Linked DNA regions of Mus musculus: region 1 is linked to region 2. A link is a contact called in public Micro-C data. All regions are on one chromosome and are shown on one strand. The core of a region is the stretch at or near the end of the contact, and the rest is flanking DNA. Distances in the headings are between cores, read along the strand shown.

Region 1 (2,847 bases), core at 157-2,656, 3.9 Mb after region 2:
CCGGACCTCAGTGGGCATCCTCTAGCTAGATCCTCCCTGGCCCCCCTGGATTCTGGAAACCTTGGGAAGAAGATAAAGCTTTGTGGAGAGAATGCACTTGGTCATCTGCAGTTATTCGAGGTCTCCGGATCCCTAACAAAATAAGTGATCCTGGTCACCAAGACTAAAGGTCCCAGGGTTTCTCCTCCGGCAACAGCTTTGGTGACTCATTTGAAAAACTCAAAGAAGGAATAAAGGACTATGGAGAGCAGGGAAGCTGCAGTCCCTCGCTCGGAGAGAAGGAAAGGAGATCGGGAACGGTTTAAAGCAGCACTTTCCTGCAAGTCTTTCTTGAGCTCTCTGTAAGCCTGGAACTATGGGTTTAGTATAGGCAAGAGGAAACGGAAGCGGAGCCAGAGGGCCCCAAATCTTCCTCAAGGCGCCGTCCCTGCATTTAAGAGCCTTTGGGAAAAGGGAAACAGAAAGGATTTTTTCATTCCTTTATTAGAAAACACAAACGAAACTACTTCTTTCTGGGCTGGGAAATTGCCACTGTTGTGTTCCTAGGCACCTGCTGATGGCAAGAACTCCTCTTGGGAAGGGACGAGGTCAGTGGGTTGAGTATCCCTGAAAAGATGGGAGTGCCTTTTCCTGGGATTTGGAAAAACTGATTCGCTTACTTTGAGACTCCCTGAATCCTGTGTATGTGTCAGCTCTCACCCACTCCAAGAAGTTTCTGTTCGTTTTATTTATTTAATTTTTCTCAGCCTGAGGTCCTCAGTGATAGATTCCAGCGTGGATTTTAATTGCTTCAATCAGCAGCCTTTCTCTTCAGCCGTCAGTCAAAACCTGGACGATGGGTCTGGGGACCCAGGCATGACTGCACAGAAACCGTACGACCCCCACCCCCACCCCCCAGGCTGGCTCAGCTCAGCAGGCAGACATTAGGCTCTGCTAAGGAGATGAAATGAGTTCGTTGGTGTGGAAGCGGTCCACCTTCCTCCCTCCTTGGTTCCTTCCCCAAGCTTTGGAGCTCTTCCTGATTGAGGCCAGGTGGCCTGGGCTCTTGAGGTCACAGCGACCTCAGCACTGGTTTGGAGGAAGGCGGGCGCGAGAACCACTTTTGCTCGGCAGCAGCCAGAGACAGCCCTCAAACAATGAGCCAATCGATGCACACGTGAAATTGCCCTCGGCCACCATTCCAATCTTGCCAAGGTCTCCCTGTCCCTGGGGTCACCTAGGCCAGCGTGCTGAGGGCTGTGGTAGCACCCTGGACAGCGCGTTCCGGCAGAAGCAGACCTGGAGCGCCTGTGGCTGGGTCAGCACTACGCAGGCACGCCTCCCTCCCCCGCATCTGACTCGCACCTCACGACCCAGCGCCTCCATTTCCCTTCCGTCACTCTCTCATCTCCCCACCAAGCTCCCTCTCCCTAAAAATCTCTTGGGCCCTTTCCACTTTCCAATCTCCAGACTGCGAGGATCACGGCTACTCCCCCCATTTAACCTCGGCGGCGCAGAGCACAGCAGCGCGTCCCTGCGCCCTGACTGGAACATACAAACACGCACGAGCACTGGCATACGCAGACAGCACGTTTCCTGTCCCTGTGTGACACCCACCCTCGTCGCGCTGCCGCTCCAGCCCTCGCGCGGTGCCCTTCTCCCGCCACACGTACTCGCACACGCACGCACTCTCGTGCAGGGTCGAGGCAAAGGCAGCTTGCCACAGCCACTTGGAGGCGACCAGCGCCAGTCTAGCAGAACCCATGGCGTCTCCTGGCTCCGGCTTTTGGTCCTTCGGATCTGAAGATGGCTCTGCGGATCCTGAGAACCCGGGCACAGGTAGGAAAATCAGGACCTGCAGCGGGAGAGCTTTGTGGGTGGTTTAGGGTTTGCAGGGCTAGGCTGATCATCAAAGCTTTGACATCTGCAACAGGAAACTTATTCGGGCGCTTCGCCCGGCTCTCTGGGTTAAGTCCGTAACTGTGTGAGAACACCAACCCCCCCCCCCACCCAGTCCTTTGTCCCCCAGGGAAAAAGCCCAGGGTTGTCTAGGCCCCTTCCCCTAAACATAGGCTCCTGAAAGACTGCAGCGTCTGCGGGAGTCAGAAATCAAAGATCTAGGCTTTGCCTCGGGACGTCTAGACCCTGGGCAGGGAAAGACAAAATGGGAGCAGGAAAGAGTTTGGGGTCTGAAAGGCAAGCGCGGTGAGAAACAAACAGCCTCGGGTTTAGGAAAGGCAGCCCAGGTGAGGGCAGGGAGAGTCTGGAAACCCGAGAACCTGGCGAACAAAGTGCAAAGGGCGGCGTTGTGAGCTGCTTTCTTTCTGGGACACCGCAAGGAAAGGGCTGGCCCCGGCGTCAGATTCCCTCGGACTCCCCCACCTGCTGAAAGCAGAGTCGCTAGCTGGTGGCTGCTTCGAGTTTGGCGCCGGGCCCCCAGACTCTGGACTTAAAGACCTGGTTCACTTGGAACGAAAATTCTCACTCGCCCGTCTGTTTTCTTTCCGATTCGCTTTTCCCTGCCTGGCGATTGCAGCGAGAGCGTGGTGCCAGGTGGCCCAAAAGTTCACGGGCGGCATCGGAAACAAGCTGTGCGGTGAGTGGTGGCACTGAATGGGAGAAGGGCTGGCAAGGTCGGGGGCCCGCGGCTGGCGGGAGCAAAGTCGTGGGCTCCCCTCTGAGCCTGCAGCCTAGGTTGGACGAATCCCTGGGTTGCCGGGTGGGTGGGGATGTAGGAGCGGAGACTACCGCCAGCTGACTCAGGTCCCGCGTTCCGTGTCTTTGTCCAGCTCTGCTCTATGGAGACTCCGGGAAGCCAGCGGAGGGCGGCGGGAGCGTGACCTCGCGGGCCGCCACCGGGAAGGTCGC
Region 2 (2,890 bases), core at 29-2,528:
AATGCTACAGGGAACTGAAAATAAATTAAGTACACTCCATTAGCAATTTTAATAATTCACTCCGGGTTTCCCTCTATATCTGTACCTGGGAGTCCTGTTGGGGAGAATGTAGAAGACCACTGTGAAACTTACAGAGTTAAGTAAAAGGATGTGTCTCTGACTGCTGACCTGCAGAAGCCAAAGGCTGTCCCAGGGTGTGAAGAGGACTAGACACACTAGTCCCAGCCTTCTAGGACTCCAGGGAATACCAAGGCTTCTTCAGAGAGCTCCTATCAGGAGTTAAAAGTGACTGTAGTAGAAGATTCCAAGTATGAAAACCAGAGATGTGTGTGCGTCCTCTTGGTGATAGCAAAGATTTCCGGTCTGCCACGATTAGGCAGCAGCTGTGGCTAGTTGTCCATTTGACACCTGGTGAAATGGTAGTTTCAGAGAGAGAAATATTTAAAATTGACACCTGTCACTGAAACATTTGGTGCAGAATTTTAAGAGAGGAGCTAGAACTAACGGTAAACTGTAGTGCTTAAATTTGATGAAAAAGAAAGGCTGCGGAGCTCCATTTATGTGAGCTGGTCTTTTCAGATAAAAAGAAATGTCTCTTTTGGAAATGTCACCGAGCAACAAAATAAGGCCCGAATTTAAAAGAAATTATTTTTTAGAAGTCATATTGAAATATAGAGACAGCAAACTTGGTAGTCATTAGAAAAACCTGCAAGATGGATATTTATCATATTATTTTCTTTTCTGCTTTTCCACAGACTCTCTAAGTGTCCTTAATTGTTGTTAATATATCGTAATTCAGTGTATGGACACGATTGCTGTGACTCTCCAGGAATTCGGAAATCAGAAGTGCCAGGTAAGGAAGAGAGGCATTAAGAGCAACACGGAGTAATGTGTTGCCAGTGTTGCTTTGATCCGGGGACACGCCGGGCCAACGCGTCTATCTGCCTGACGCCTGGTCCCCGAGCGCACCCCTTCTCTCCAGCCCCTAGCCCGCTCGCGCTGCAGTCGCGCTGCAGTCGGGAAAACCCTGCCTCGTGGATGGGTCGGCATAGACCAAGTCCTCCCGGGAGACTCTGGCGCCCTGTGCACCGCCTACAGGGAAGTGACAACCGACGGACTGTCTCGAGCAACACTGGAGTCCCAGCTTATCAGGTCGTCCCTCCACCACTCCATCGACCATTGTGATGTCATGCCTGGGACTTAACTGTTGCGACAGGACGGCTGCGTTCCGATTCCGACTGGTTGCCCAGGAGTGTGGGTACACAGAGCAGTCCCGAGGGACGTTGAGGGGTCGCGGCGAGCGGACCCGACACGCGCCGCGGCACCATGAGCCAGCGGCAGGTGCTGCAAGGTAGGAGCCTTGGGAAGGCGCCCCGACGGGTTGGCTCCTAGGGTGGGCTACTCCACTTCGCCTCTCTCTGCAGTGTTCGAGCTGTACCAGAACGCCCGGACCCGGTTTGTGCAGATGGTGGCGGAGCAGGCGACCAAACCCCAGAACATCGAGACACTGCAGAATGCGGGTGAGCCTTCACAGCTCATGGGACCCTGGTCCCACACCTCATCCCGAATCCATCTTCCTCCTTCATCGCCTTGGCCTCATCCTTCATCCCGCACTTCATCCTCACACCACCCAGCGCCCCAGCCTCCCTTGGTCCCCGGTCCTCTTTCTTTCCCAGCTGCCCACATTGTCTTTATGCTCCCTTATTAGCTCAGCTTTTGGGGAGCCGAGGAAGTAGGCTAAAGTGGTGCCAAGTTCCGCCGGACTCCCTCCCCTCCGCGGTATCTTGTGGGTGAGGCAGTGGAGGAGGCCTGGTATTATTTCCATCTTCGTTGCAATCGGCCTGCCATATGAACTGCCAGAAGTCGTTTTCCTGGATGGGAACGTACCCTAACCAGACCTAGTCTATCCCTCTCTTGTCACTCCTAGATCACATTCACTTCCTAGAAGCAAAGAAATCCCAGGCTGATTTCACTGGTCTCCTCTAGGCATTAATGGAGTAAGAGTAGTATGCTTGAAATTTTTTCCAGGACATTCGAAGCAGGCAAAACGGACCTGGTTTTGTGAATCTTACAGGGCATCCTTTTCCCACCCCTTAGTCTGAAAGGAAGGAGGGGAAAGAGGAGAGGTCACAGTTAGTGAAATCCATCTTTGTTCCACCACCACTAGTGAGTGTGTGTGTGTTTCTGAAGAGACAACACTGATGGGGCACCAAACACAGACCACAGAAAGGATTCCATCCAAATCTAGTTTGGAGAACCAATGAGTTTAGCATTACTAACAGGAACCAGTGTAATCTACCATTGACTACACCACTGAAAATACCTTCCCCATCACCTTAGTCACTTAGACATCCTGGAAAAGGTCCGTACTTCATAAGCCTCTGCTCTAAATGTCTTTGTCTGTAGTCACCTTATGATTTGAGGCTGAAAGACAGAGAGGCAGAGGGACACACACACACACACACACACACACACACACACACACACGAAGGGGCCTCCAGCATCGCCCAGAAGACAGCTTTCCACAAAAGCCTCTGACTGAACTGTAAGCTTGATGCCACTTACTAGGTCTTAAGAAAACCTCAGTTTACAGGATGAGATCTAATTTAAAACTAGTTTAAATGAACACATCATTAAAATAAACTAAGAACACATTGCCATGGTCACAGCACCTAGACAGCGCTTACTTCTGGCTTTCTTTGAGGAAACACCTTCTCTTGATCAGATTCTCTGTTTCCTCACTGAATTTTACTGTTTATCCCTTAGGTGTTATCTCTGGTTGTGAAGGGGAGCCATTTATAATAAAGTATGTTTTCAATATTTAAGTAAGTGTAAACATTACATGTAAATTTACAATAATTGTAAATTTGGGCTCTGCCAGTGCCATCTT

Evidence for each region. Hi-C and Micro-C count contacts between places; a contact is called where the count stands out from the background.
Region 1: a contact with region 2 is called in a Micro-C map of embryonic stem cells, with 9 times the contacts expected there. The contact joins the promoter of Gad2 here to the promoter of Spag6 in region 2. A contact is called at or near these places in 2 of 39 promoter capture datasets (cranial neural crest and embryonic stem cells), 4 of 484 Hi-C or Micro-C datasets (all in embryonic stem cells) and 1 of 115 datasets of contacts at active chromatin or transcription factors (embryonic stem cells).

What each region holds. Positions count from the first base shown.
Region 1 is chr2:22,620,921-22,623,767 of GRCm38.p6, forward strand. It overlaps Gad2 (glutamic acid decarboxylase 2), which reads left to right and starts at 1,407. Exons shown (of 16, transcript NM_008078.2): 1 at 1,407-1,818; 2 at 2,516-2,575; 3 at 2,769-2,847. The coding sequence starts at 1,743.
Region 2 is chr2:18,697,744-18,700,633 of GRCm38.p6, forward strand. Spag6 (sperm associated antigen 6) reads left to right here and starts at 1,279. Exons shown (of 11, transcript NM_001001334.2): 1 at 1,279-1,351; 2 at 1,425-1,520. The coding sequence starts at 1,327.